2 separate regions of the Gasterosteus aculeatus genome follow, and region 1 is linked to region 2. A link is a contact called in public Hi-C data. All regions are on one chromosome and are shown on one strand. The core of a region is the stretch at or near the end of the contact, and the rest is flanking DNA. Distances in the headings are between cores, read along the strand shown.

What was found. A called contact is a pair of places that touch in the nucleus more often than the background predicts.
Region 1: a Hi-C map of tail fin shows a contact between it and region 2, with 4 times the contacts expected there. The contact joins the promoter of sgsm1a here to the enhancer-like site in region 2. A contact is called at or near these places in 4 of 6 Hi-C or Micro-C datasets (liver, skeletal muscle, tail fin and 1 more).

Annotation. Positions count from the first base shown.
Region 1 is chr13:10,750,787-10,757,441 of fGasAcu3.hap1.1, forward strand. It overlaps sgsm1a (small G protein signaling modulator 1a), which reads right to left and starts at 4,345. Exons shown (of 24, transcript XM_078086687.1): 1 at 4,237-4,345; 2 at 4,068-4,111. The coding sequence starts at 4,255.
Region 2 is chr13:10,707,007-10,713,876 of fGasAcu3.hap1.1, forward strand. svopa (SV2 related protein a) reads right to left here and starts at 6,564. Exons shown (of 16, transcript XM_040196689.2): 1 at 6,381-6,564; 2 at 5,152-5,309; 3 at 4,922-5,007; 4 at 4,723-4,821; 5 at 4,248-4,319; 6 at 3,981-4,105; 7 at 3,822-3,885; 8 at 3,575-3,700; 9 at 3,350-3,478; 10 at 3,190-3,263; 11 at 2,936-3,012; 12 at 2,479-2,583; 13 at 1,910-2,021; 14 at 1,747-1,828; 2 more. The coding sequence starts at 6,415. The coding sequence ends at 1,249. It overlaps usp30 (ubiquitin specific peptidase 30), which reads left to right and starts at 6,866. Exons shown (of 13, transcript XM_078086681.1): 1 at 6,866-6,870. Within about 2 kb of position 1,810, at least 1 of the 9 cell types and tissues checked has open chromatin away from gene starts, as enhancers often do.

The DNA of each region.
Region 1 (6,655 bases), core at 3,095-5,594, 46 kb after region 2:
TGAATAGCATCTAACGGTGAGGTTGCTGGTTTCATCCAAATAACCTTCGCTCAGCTTTCTGAAAGGCTGTTGGAGAATGATAGCGGCTTTTAGCTAACGTAAAATAGTCTCTCACACACACACACACACACACACACACACACACACACACACACACACACACACACACACACACACACACACACACACACACACATGCAGGGTTTTCTCTGGAGCCAGAGTTTGCTTTGTCCTTTTTAGGCTACTGTAGAAACATACATATATATATATATATATATATATATATATATATACACACACATACACACATATATATTTATTTATTTATTTTGTAGTTTTCTGTTCAGATATATAAAGCCTGCATGCACGACCCACTGTCTGTCACACACACACACACACACACAAGAGGCTTTAGGGCCTAATATTCCTAAGGAGTGCGCCTGACATAAAGGAAGCGGATTGATTTGCTGCCAGCTTGAGGATGCAGACTCCTCGTGTTTCCTCGTCTCTTTCATCTGCAGATCGGTCCTCTGTGGGATTCTTACGGGGAAGTGACTAAGCTCAGACAACTTGCAGGTTTCTATGGAGACGGCACATGTCTCGCCGCGGATCGCTTATGCTTAACAGGATGCATCAACAATATCCATTCATCACTGAAATAAAAAAGAATATTATTGCAGCTCCCAGAGTACAGTAACTAATTATATCTAGATGTTCTGTGCTGTCATATTTTGAATATATCAGTCACCCTCAGAGAGTCCTATTGTGTTTATTTGGCATCACTAAAGTGCTAATCTACATTTTGAAAGTGTATCATACTAACGTACTAAAATGGCACCAAAAATATAGAATCACAAGAATTTAAATTAAAAAAAATAAGAAATGTGCAAAACACAATGTAATGTATGTTTTATAACAGCCTGATGAATCTGCTTTGAACTGCTACTGTAGCCTGAGGGCACCAGTCAGAGTGATAAAAGCTCTTCAGAGTATTCCAATTAGCTAATGAAACAGCAGAGCCAAGAAATAATTGTCAGAGAGAAATCCCATCTATTAACATCCCCTTTCATTGTTCATCATCTCTGTGGCCACTGACAAAAGGGAACACGAGAAGAATCATCATTAGTTATGCATGCTAATCAATGCACACAGCTGTACGTCCCATCCAGAGCTACACCGCAGAATTTAGACTCTTCTATTTAAATAACAGTTTAATAATGATTACGCACGTCGATCAACCATCAAGGCAGTGATTCCATCACAGAAATCAGTGCAACCACAATAGCACCTGCAACAATGACAAGACAATTGCTCACCACAAGGTCCATTCAGTAGCAGTTCTGGACCTTCTGATCATCTAACACGATTTTCTTCATCCAATGAGAGTTGGCATAGAAGTGTAGATGTTCAATTTTCAAATATTTTTGGAGTGCTTTCATTTTGACTTATCACCTGATGACTAAAGCCTGCAGTGAGATTTCATTTTCGACTTCTTTCTTCCGAAGTGGGCTTTCAGTCTCAACCTGACTTCATTTTAATCTGACATCAGGGTGGAGGGGGACCACAAGGCTGCTGCATAGTATTACCTCAGCTGTTATGTCCAGTGTAACTATACCTGTGCACAAACTCCCTGGTACCCCTATCTCCTCCACATCAAAACCCGATTATGAAGACACGTTAATAGTCTCAGCGTCACTCCGTTTCTATGACAACAATTCCCCTGCATTTCCCCCCGTTTGTCGCCTGCTCCTCTAACAGTCTCTCCCTCTCGCGCTCCTTCAGCAAACACAGGTGTGTGTCCGCGCTGCGGTGAGCGAGGAGCACACTTCAGAGTTGAGATCAGAGCAACGCAAACAGACGGAGACGGACTGAGAGGCGTTCTGCATCAAAGCCAAGGCCAATAGGAGATCTCCTTTAATGCAGCGTGTGCCAGAAGCTCTTTCCACTGCTGCAGACGTCCTGCTCTCTCTGGCTCACATCCAGGTGTAATTGAACAGACCAAGAGAGCGAGAGAACACACGGCATCGAGACACCATATGGTAGAACCCACGCAGAGCTATAATGACCATGAACTAAAGGGGAAGAAGTGAAAACAACAATATATATATTCCATTTAAAGGGGAATAACTCAGTACCAATTAATACATTCAAATTCTTTGTTGAGGCATCTAGATTCAAGGCATTCTTCATGATCTCTGCAGACTGGTCAGGCTACACTGGTGGCGAGCTGTGCCCTCTGAGTGAATCCCAGTAAGGCCGTATCAGGACACAGGAGGCAGGATTCACTATGGGAAGTGTCTGTTTCCACTGATAAGACTGCAAACAGAGCTCGAAGAAAAACAAATCAGAACAAAGTCTCTCAGGATGAGATTTATTTTTATGTTTGTTTGCTCTCAAGTCTAGTAATTGATGAGGCGATGTGGGATGAAACTATTGAAATAAATCAACTATTAACAAACGGATGTTAAACAAAGCGGCTATGTTTAGGATTTGGCCAGGAAAAGGGAATGAGTGGCCAAACGTTCCCTACAAAACTACCGGTAATGTTCCACTGCTTCAGTTTTTAAGTGTACCAAAAAATGCAGAAGATCTCCCTGTACATTACTGCTAAGCTCTAAATGTTTGGGAGAACACTTGTGACACAAGGAACAAAGGAAAGCTACAACAGCAGGGAGTGCAAAGTAAAAATAAGTTCAAATGATTAACTAGTTATGACGGAAGTGTACACTAACGCGTGGTGAAACAGGTTTCACTATGTAAACAAGCTAGATTTTTAATAAACTGCATTAACTGGCAGGTGGGACTGTTGGGTAGCTAATGTCACCTGAACCAACAGAGAAAAACTAACAATAGCCTGTAAATGTGCAGCATAAAAGTTCAACAGTTTATCAAGAGTAAAATAATTATGGTCCACACTTGTTGTACAGGACACTTGATGGAAATGCTGTTAAACATGATGTTAATATTCATGAAGTTGCATTTTTCAGTCAATTCTTGACCCACTTGTTCAACGGGGTAAGATTGTGTAAGCCCAATCCTTGGGCCTAAATATATAATACATATATAACTCTACTGGAGTTCAATTCCTAATATCAGATGATTGCTGTGGTAGTTTCACCAGAATAAAATTTAGCCATAATGAACAGATCTAGAAAGCATCACTGATATAAAAAAAGAAGAACAATGTCAGAAAAAGCTAAGAAATGATGATTATTATTCACCTAGATGGATGTTCATGTAATGGGAGCTTTGCATCAGCCTCAGCACGACCTGTTCCCGTGCAACAGGCTCTAAATGTCAGTCCCTATGCTCCACATCTCCTCTCTCCAAGGGTCGGGGCCTATAACCTCGAGCAAAAGACCACAGCAAGCTAGAGAATCCACAACGATGAAGACCTCTAAAAAGAAATGTCATTCATAGTTTGAATGACAGACTAAATGGTAGCGACGTCTCATTTGATCTCCGCTGAGCTCTGCTCTTCTGTTTTACTGCGGTAACCTCAAATGATGATGATGATGATGAAGTGCTGAAGACCAGCTGAACAGACCACCAGAACTGCCTCCACCCCCCCCCCCCCCCCCCCCCCACACACACACACAGTTTGTGTAACAACCAAATGGCTCGGCTTGCTCTGCCATAAACACCACTAACACAATGTGTCCTCCTTCTCCATTCTCCTTCTCCACGAATATTATATATATATATATATATATATATATATATTTATTTATTGATTTATATTTATTGATTTATTTCTAAAGCCTCATGACCCCAAATAGGGGATAAGATGTATAGAAAACAAAAGATAAATACTTTAAGACTACTATTATTGATCTGCTATTCAGTGCGGGCTTGTTTTCTGATCTTTCCAAAGGGGCTGAGATGAACACCAAGCCATCGATCTCCGGTGTTGACATCAGGAAAACACGCATCGTTCATTTCCAGCGTCTCCAGGCTCATTCACACCCGCGGACAGGCGGAAACGGTCCCGGTTCACACACACACACACAAAAAAAAAAGCATGTTTGCTTTTCCAATCCGATAAGTGCTGAGATGAAACCACCCACCTCCTTCTTGACGGTGCGCAGCAGCCTCTGTCGGGTGTCCGCCTCTAAAAACACAACACAAACAGTCGCACGCGGGACGGATTAACGCCCTGCTGATTAACCTCCACCGGGTCCGCGCCCTCACATCAACACACATGTCATTTTATAAACATCGTTCTGCTGCTCCCACCTGTCATGATTGTTGCCATGGATGCTGTCTCCCGTCTGCGAGCGGCTCTCACCAGCTGAGTGCTGCTGGCGCACCGCGACCACAACTCCGCCCCCTCCTCCACCTGCTCCGCCCCCTCCACCGCCTGCCCCGCCCCCTCGTGCACCCCGCCTCTTAAAGACACGCGCGGTGCTTCTGCTGGATGTGCCCAGCGGACCCGTCTCACAATTGCGTTTGCTTTTTTCCACGTTTGCTTTGGCACGATTTTAATTCCTGGGACAATTATATAAAGACTCAACACAACACACACACACACACACACACACACACACACACACACACACACACACACACACACACACACACACACACACACACACAAAAGCCACTCAGATGTTCGTCAAAATGAAACATGTGGAGCTCCACGGTTTATAAAAGCACAGCTTTGTCAACACGTCTCCATCATGACAGTCGGTAACACGTCAATTCACTTCCAAGCGTCGTATTTTACACTGATTTTCAGGACAGAGCGTATTTATGAAGACAATATGGTATATTAAACAAATTGACAAGCAGTGTTTTGAGATGGCAAACAAGAAAATGTATGTCAATTTCGGTGATGAGTTTTGTCCTCTGGGAGTCAGCCTGAATGGGTGTTACTCATGTTTTAATTTGGTTTGCAGGCAATACAATCTGAGAACAACCTCCATTGGATATATTTTCTCACACATCATCTAACATTGACATGAATTTAACTGAATGAGGCAAAATACTGTACGGTCCTTATGGTAATAGTATTGTTTCACACATAGGGATCCATGCCAATAGATAAAACAAACATGGAATATACAGAGATGAGTCATGGGCGTGTTGTGTCTTCCTGACATGGGAACATTGGATCTTTATGCCATCTTGTGGCCGAGACAAGGAAAGACAAGATCTTGTGACAAGGATAATTGTATTTCGAAATCCTACAGATCTTTTTAATTTTTATTTGAATTAATCTGGTAAAATCATTCAGCACCCACATGATTCGGCATCTAAGATGTGCCATCGAAAGAATACACTGAATTTCAAAGCAGGTTTGCATCCCTGCTCCACTTGTAAAGCACCAGCCTGCAGTTACACAACTTGGGACACATCAGGTTCACTCTCTGGATTGACCTTAACAACGCGTACACACAAAACACCTCAAATCTGTGTTTGACAAATTAAAGCTGTCATGCTTCTGCATTTTACTTGAATGCATATTGATGATAATTTGCATTTGACAATTTTCTTCAACCCCTTTGTTGAAGTGTAAATGTGGCAAAATATCCCATGATTTGTCTGATTGTACTTTGAGTGTATGATCTGTGTTCCCACGAAGCAACGAGTCTTACACTCACGAGTGTATTTTATGAGCGAGAACGCGTCTGAGTCAAAAAATGAGCAGGAGGCGTCCGCAGGCGTCGGTGCACCAGTCCGGCTCCGCCTGCAGGACCTGGCTGTCAGGTAGATGAGGTGGTGAAAGGATGGAGGGATAACACAGGGTGACAGACTGAGAGGGGCTGGACCCCCCCGGAGCTTCCCTCATAGTTTCACAACAAACAAAATCCGATAATACTCGACCAAACTACAATTACTACACTTTTCAGACATCCAGGAATTAGTATATGAAATATTCATTTAAAATACGGAGCGGCAGTTAAAGTGTCCCCGCCTGAGAGGAAGGAACTGTCCCTGCTTCATTGTGAGGACTCCTCTATTTTCCACACAAGCACCCTCTTCAACCCAGGATTCCCTTGCTGGGATGAGTCACACCTTCACTGGATAATTTCAGGTAATGGCATGTCTTTCTAAATGCCATACCAGGACTTCTGCCCGAGTGAACATCTCAGAGGAGCTCCTCTCCATGTTGCCTTCGCTCACTTTTTAATGGGTTTGTGTTTGTCATTTCAGTGCCCACAATAAACCACGACACGTAACAGTAAAGAGGAAAATCTGCAGGTGCGTTGACTCATTAATGGGAGTTTATCTTGTCACATTTCAACAGAAAATCCAAACAGCGCCAAAGGGGAAAGTTACATTTACTAAGTTGTGATTTGGAGATGAGAGGAATTTACGAAAACCAACCAAACTAAACTAAATAAAAGTCAACGTTTTAGAAATAACGTCTGTAATGTCCACGTCTGTTTGTCTGTCAACGGAGCACATGCACATGTCCATGTGTGATTAGACCCGACGTGCTCTAACAGGCACCAGCGCGTGCAATAGAGCCTCCTGTCAGTCTGATGTTCTTCTGCCCTTATGTGGCAATGCAGATTGACAGGGTTGTATATTAGAGAAGGCCAGTGCTATATGGTTTGTTGTGATGTTGTTATGCTTTTGACCCTCAGGGGCCACCACACCTCGGCTGAGCAACCGCAGCCTCCCCCCCCCCAGCTGATTGTTTACCCCC
Region 2 (6,870 bases), core at 560-3,059:
AAACACTGGCAGGTAAAGAGTCAGCTGGCCGGACCTGAACTGGTGAATCTCTCTTTTAAGTTTGTCTCTTAAACAAAACATTTCCCAGTGTGTCACTCAGACTGAGCAAAGTGTGTCTTCTCATCACCTTTGTTACAAACAAAAGTAGAGACAACAACTCAACCAGGTGTAGATACATTATTTACAGGAAGACAGAATGGACCACCCTGCTGGGCCGTTGCGTATACGTGTGTGTAGGTCTGTGTGTGCAGAGCCTCGAGGTCTGGTACAGGAGAGAATGCAACACCAAATATTTTTGTTAATGTAATTCCTTAAAATCATTTAACACTTACTATCTAGGTCGGGTCTGCTTTTAGTTTCATAATACGTTAACGTCAATGTACATAATTCTTTCTTTAAATGCAGCCCAGCATCTGTGGACTGTTTCTAGATGTGCACTAACTATGAAATATCTTTGACTGTATGTTTATTATCTTCTGATGAAGGTTTTGGCAGATTTGTTGGGTTGTTGTGAATGAAACGGTTTGTGGCTCCAGCAGAAAACAATGATCCATGTTGAAATGTGAAATGATACAAACACAGGGTTCGACACGGTGGCTGTCTGTCTGTACAGTATGTCCTTTCACTGGCACAATCTTCAACAATGTAACCCCAGACTGTATTTCATCTAATTGTCTTTTGATTTGTCAATGAGGACGTGTTCCTCACACCTGCCATATACAAGTTAAAAAGCTTGTGTTTCTTAACCAACAATTTGTGTGCACAAGACGGTCCTCACCCTTATCTCCGTATCGTGGATCTACGCTAACAGACACAACAGACAAGAGAAGTTCTCTCAAGCCCAAACTCGGAACAGAGTTAACCGTTAGACCCTCTTTGTTCTACTTTTCTTTTTTCCATTAGAAGGATTTAAATGCTTTACTTGAATTCATTCAATTCATTCATTCAAGAATGTTTCACATTTTATCCACCATTTATTTTCTCAATCTTGTACCTGTGATGGTTATTTTGTTGTTCCAGTTAAGAAGTGGCCAAACTATGACAGCAATAGCGGTCAAAGACGACATGATAAGATTTATAATATTGTGCCTGGCTCTCTGAAGCCACTCTGGTGCCGAAACTGAGGAGTCATAAAGTGGGACTGGAGCTGGACACCAAAGCTGGATTAGCTTTTTTTTTCTTTTGCCTCTTCTCACGTCTTTTCCTCACTGGTCCTCAAATCTCAATTGTGCTCCTGCCAACATGTCCTCAGTCCTGGGAAACAGGGGTGGAGGGAGGAATTCCCCCTGAGCTTTGGGAGGAGGCCCGACCCACCATCTCCTGGCCCCATTCGCGGTGGCTCGACTCCTGCAGGCCCCGGCCCGTTGTCTCAATTGGCAGTGCACAAGAGGCGATGGCGGCGAGGAGGCAGCAGCAGCAGTACACGGAAAGAGCCAGGTAAATAGATGACTCCAACATCACCTGCAGGATGAAACCCAGGGAAAAACATTTTTGTTACTTCCTCTTGTTTTGATGTCTTAAAAAGAAACAGTACTGACTGATGGGTGTTACCTGGGCAACAAAAGGTGTAATAAGGGCACCGACTCTGGCCATTCCACTGCTCATTCCCAGACCTAAAGCTCTGGTTGCTGTTGGGTACACCTGCAGGTTCAAGAAAAAAAACTGAGTAGGCTGGATCTGATTTTTTATTTTACTCAACGCAAGAAATAAAAGGAAAACATCTGACAGCCCTGGTAGACGTCTTACCTCTGGAGTGTACACGTAAGCAGCCTGGAATCCTCCCGCAATGAAAGCTCTGGCGATGAATATCAACACTGTCATGGGTGCTCTGCAACAGAGGAACCAGTAATGCTGGATGAATGGTGGACGCACAACGTCACGCTCAATGTTCTTCTCGGTATCACCTCACCTCCCGAGGCAGCCATACAGGGGAATGATGCACATGGAGAAGACGAAGAAACACAACGCCATGGTCTTCCTCCTGCCCAGTCGATCGATGGCCCACAGTGTCACCAGCAGTCCTATGCGACGGTTTAAAATTCAAGGCGTGTAGGACACAATTTGCTGACTTGCTCTTTATGTTACGGTGCAGCAATTAAATGAAATGTGTTTTATTATTACCATGACAATGACAGGTCATTGGTGGAAAAGCAGAGGGGTGACTAATAATCTTAATGATGGCTCCATTCTCTCTGGGTAAGCCAGGACTTTTGTCAGGAAGCCGGCCTGACAGCGAGGCCCTGGCACACCTAAATGGAATGGGGCCATCATTAATGTTATTTTTAACTCCTTGCCAAAGTGTCCTCTGTTAGAACATTGTCTTAACGTTATTAAGATGTTTACTTGTATAATAGGTATAAGGTATAATAAGTAATTATGATACAGTGGAACAACAAAGCCAATATAATTAACTACTATAGTAGAAAAGAATCATAGAAAAGAATAAAAAGACTGAGTGAAGACACAACTTATGTGTACCTGGGAATTCCGATAAGGTGGTCCACAACAGGTCTTTGTAGTCGTCAGAGTTCAAATATTTACACTCCAGGTTACATTGAAGATCTTTCTTGTTACCTTTGGACACTAGAGGGAGATATAAAACAACAGAAAACAGGATTATACACACCCAGCACAGGCCTGATCTGTGATTTAGCAAAAAACATACAGTAGAAATGTGTGGATATCTTAAATGGCAGATATGACTGATGACATTAAGGATGGCTCTGTTTCTTCACAGGTTTCAGGAGGCGTTGTTGTTAATGTTATCTGGCACACCTGTGCGAGGGAATCCAAAACGTTTGCCACTCCAGACTCTCTGCTGGTCTGACACATGTAACTAAACTGCAAATATCTCTTAACAGTGTAGCAAATAAGAATGTGAGTGCGTGTCCTTGAATGTGCGAAGTCATCCGTCGCTGTTCGAGCTGTGACTCACTTCCACATGCACCTCCCTCCTGAAAGAGCTCCGTAGTGAGCAGCACAAGCCCATAATAAGAGAAGGCATTTGCAAACCTGAGGAGGGAAACGGGATGAATTAATAGTGGTTCACTTGATTAGATTAATATGTCTGTGCCCTTGGAGAACATTGAGGTTTCGGAGCTTAAGAACAAATGAGAAACCTGTGGGTAACAACTCAGGGTGTCAGTAGGTGGCATTATCATTAGCTCCAATGATAATTATAATAATTACCAAATAAACCACAGCAGCACTGTGGTCCAGCGAAAATGGGAAGAAAATAGGTCTTGAATCTTTCCTCGTTCCTCCTAATTAAAATGACAGACAAAAAAAATAGGCAGCATAGATTAATATCATTCATAAATGTTTCTGTTCTGCAGAAAGTCTCTTTTACCTGTCTGTCAGCAACCAGTTTTCCCAGTGGCATGGGTGCTCCGTTCTCTGTGGCGATGCGCTTCAATGTGGCCAGAGCCTTTTCCTGGTTCCCTGTCAGCACGTCGTATCGAGCACTCTCTGGTAGCCACTGATCCCACCCCACCAAAGAGCAGACTGGATTAGGCTGTCATTTGTTCCGCTGACATATTGCGTCTCACAACAACCACAACAACATCATAGTCACCCAACACAGGAGGGAGAAGATGAAGAGAGGAATGGTGGAAAGGCCGAGCAGCCAACGCCAGCCTAGAGTGGGCATCACCAGGATGGCTAAGAGGACCTCGAACACCGTGCCCAGTGCCCAAAATATCTAAAAGGCAAAGTCAAACTCAAAATCCTGCTAGAGAATTCCACAGCTGTGGTGATGTGGTTGCATGTTGTGTCCTCGCCATCAGCACTATGTATGGATGATGCATAAGAGAAGCCCATACCTCAATCAGCAAGATGCACGTAGCTCTGGACCTCATCGGCAGAAACTCAGCATACAGTGTCACCCTTGTAAGAGGAGGGGACATTTCACACTTAATCCTGACTTACATCATTAACTATTAACACGTCGTATTTTAGGGAGATGAATGAGGAATACTCACGACTGTGGGGCTCCTCCAATGCCGAAGCCCACCAGTGCACGGAGGACGAGGATCCAGCCATAAACAGGTGCAAATGCACTCAAAACCCCGTAGAACATAGTCCACAGCACACTCATCTTCAGACCCTGTGTAGGCATGCAAACAAAACTTAACAAGCTAATGAGGCTCTTCATTCACAACAATTGAACTTGCAATGTCGCTAGATTAGAGCAAACAAATACAAACAAATCATCGCACTTCTACAGCAGAGGCTTTATTTAAACTTACCGTCTTTCTGCCGTATTTGTCCGATATGTTTCCCCAAAGAGAAGAGCTTATCATCATCCCAATGAACACTGCCTGCACCAGTGGAAAGAAACATGTTAATATGATGCAGCAGTCTGAATACACATGATAATAGTTTCACAAGACAAGGCTGATATTATGCGCATCCTTTCATGCATCTTTTACCGTTTGAGCCCCTAATTACTCAATTAAAAACGTCCACCATTTAAGGCCTTTCAAGGGTTTTAGTAAAACTATACTCAATGTTCCCTGTTTACTTATTGTTTTATATCATACTCACTTGACTAAATTGTGATTTCCATTCAAATAATAATATTGCAACTCACACAGCATTGAACTACATTACACACCCTATTATTTCCCACATGGTTGTCACTGCTCAACATGAGCAATCCCTTAGCAGGACAGTCACACAGCGTTGCAAGTGAGAACAATCAAGATATTAGAGAGCCATTACCGATGTAAGCAATGCCACCTGAAGTCTGGGAAGCCTCCATTCACAGTGAAGCTGTGGGGCTAAGATGCTGAGGATCATCATCTCCATAGCATCAGCCATCTGAGCAAACAGAAAACAGCTCAGAGACACATTCTATAGCTTGCAAACTTAGACATCACCCCCTGAAATGGTGTATTTTCCAACAATGAAGTGTTCTCACCCAGGACAGACCAGTGAGGATGGAGAGTTTCCACTGAAATGTCCCAAAGCCGATGGCCTCTACGGCATCTTCTACCATGAATGTGTCTGAGGGGATGTTATTCAAAGGGGTATTTGATAAATCAGTAAAGGCAAACCTTCTCTAGAGCTCAAAGCAGCACATATCGGAGGATGTTATCAGGAAGGAGAGGGGTCACAGGGTGTGTAAAATAAAGCCCTGTCATACTGTACCATCAGTTGGATTGGCAAACTCCCGAGGAACTGGAGCTCCGTCTGTAAGTGCCACAGACTCCAGTTCAGTCTGTTCCGCCATCCTGAACGCCTGCTCTCTACTCTCACCATCGTCCTCGGAGCGTGTGCTCTCCCCCGTGCGACGGAATCGTACAATACTACAAAAAAAACAACCCAATTAGAATAAGTGTGTCGAAAGCCCAGGAGGATTACTTCTCCACATTAGATCTGATCGGCGAGTTTCACAGTTATTGTTCTAGGGCAGAGCTGAGTTCAAAAATCTGAGTTGAAGGCTGTTGCCTAGGTGATCTTCTTCCGCCTGTGATTTTATGAATGAGTGGTAAAATCCTCCTGAGGGCAACTGACAGCTCTGCAAACTGCACTTAACTGCTTGGCAAGCTTAGAAAGCCTAAATACCCAGTGATGTTATCTACAGATGGAAGGTATATAATCTTCTCCCACATGCAGATAATTAATGGTTCATTAAGATTGAAGAGAACTCTAAAAGTGTTGGTGAAGTCTTAATCACTGTAATTACATAACATAGGCTTGCAATGGGAAGCACCAGCGATGCAGATGAGTCTGCAAGATGTCCAGAAATCTCTGTTTTGTGAACGTATCTAGCAAAACTGTTAAAAAGAAACCATAATAAAAGTCTTTTTCCTATTTTCTTTTTCTAGCTGTTTGATTTAGAAAATGTGTGTACCATTACTTTTCATGCAATTATTGTAAGAAGACTTTCTATATTATTCCACTGTATGTCTTTGAGAAATGTCCCTCATGATGGCTAAGCTGGACATGTGCAGCAGAGGTTGAAATAAATCCCACTATGGAGTCAAGGCAGCAAAAACAGATACAAGTCAAGATGGAAAACCAAAACCGCTTTCAAATCCATAAATAAATAAAACCAAAATAGTCTCCTTGGGAAATGCAAAACCTTTTGATCTGTAAACGAACTGCACCGGCAAATATGTCGTAAGTTATTTTTTTTTTTTGTATTATTCCCGTGATGCATTCCCAGGTATTTCACGGATAGATGTTGGAATTGAATGACTGAGGCTTTTAAAGAATGTCAAGCTATTTGTGGTCCAGAGAGCTAACCCGATGGAGGCTGCACAATGCGAGGCTGTCAGAGGACGCGTCGGTCGAACACGCTTCCTACGGCCGTCAGCTGAATGCATACAACAACAACAAAAGGCGTGAAATGTGCAGATCGTAAGTTAACTCACGGCAGCTGTCTCAGTTGGAACAGATCATCGTCCATTTTGGTGTTTGCTGGCAGGCGCTCCGTTTCGTCTCATCGCCGTTTACATTATCAGGACGAGAAGCGATTTCAGCACCGAGGAGAGCTACCTGCTCCGGCAGCCAATGGGAGTCACAGCTTATGATCACCGCACGGAAACCAGCAGAGGGACGGTGGATGGACAATGTGTAATTACAATGGTCCTCCACGGGACTTGTCAACACCCAAATGGACATAATGGAAATGAAAGCCGTGTTATACAAATATAGGCCAAAATAAAAGAATAATCATAAGGAAAATGTATTTTAGATTTATAATGTTATCTCAAAAAAAATACAAGGCTGGACAATAAATAATCTACAGTGGGTTTGGTCATCAGAATATCATCTTGGGACGTGTTTGATAGCTGCAATCATTTCAATGTTTTATTTATTTTTTAAACAATTATGTTGATTCTCAGTCAGCGGCTTGGAGTG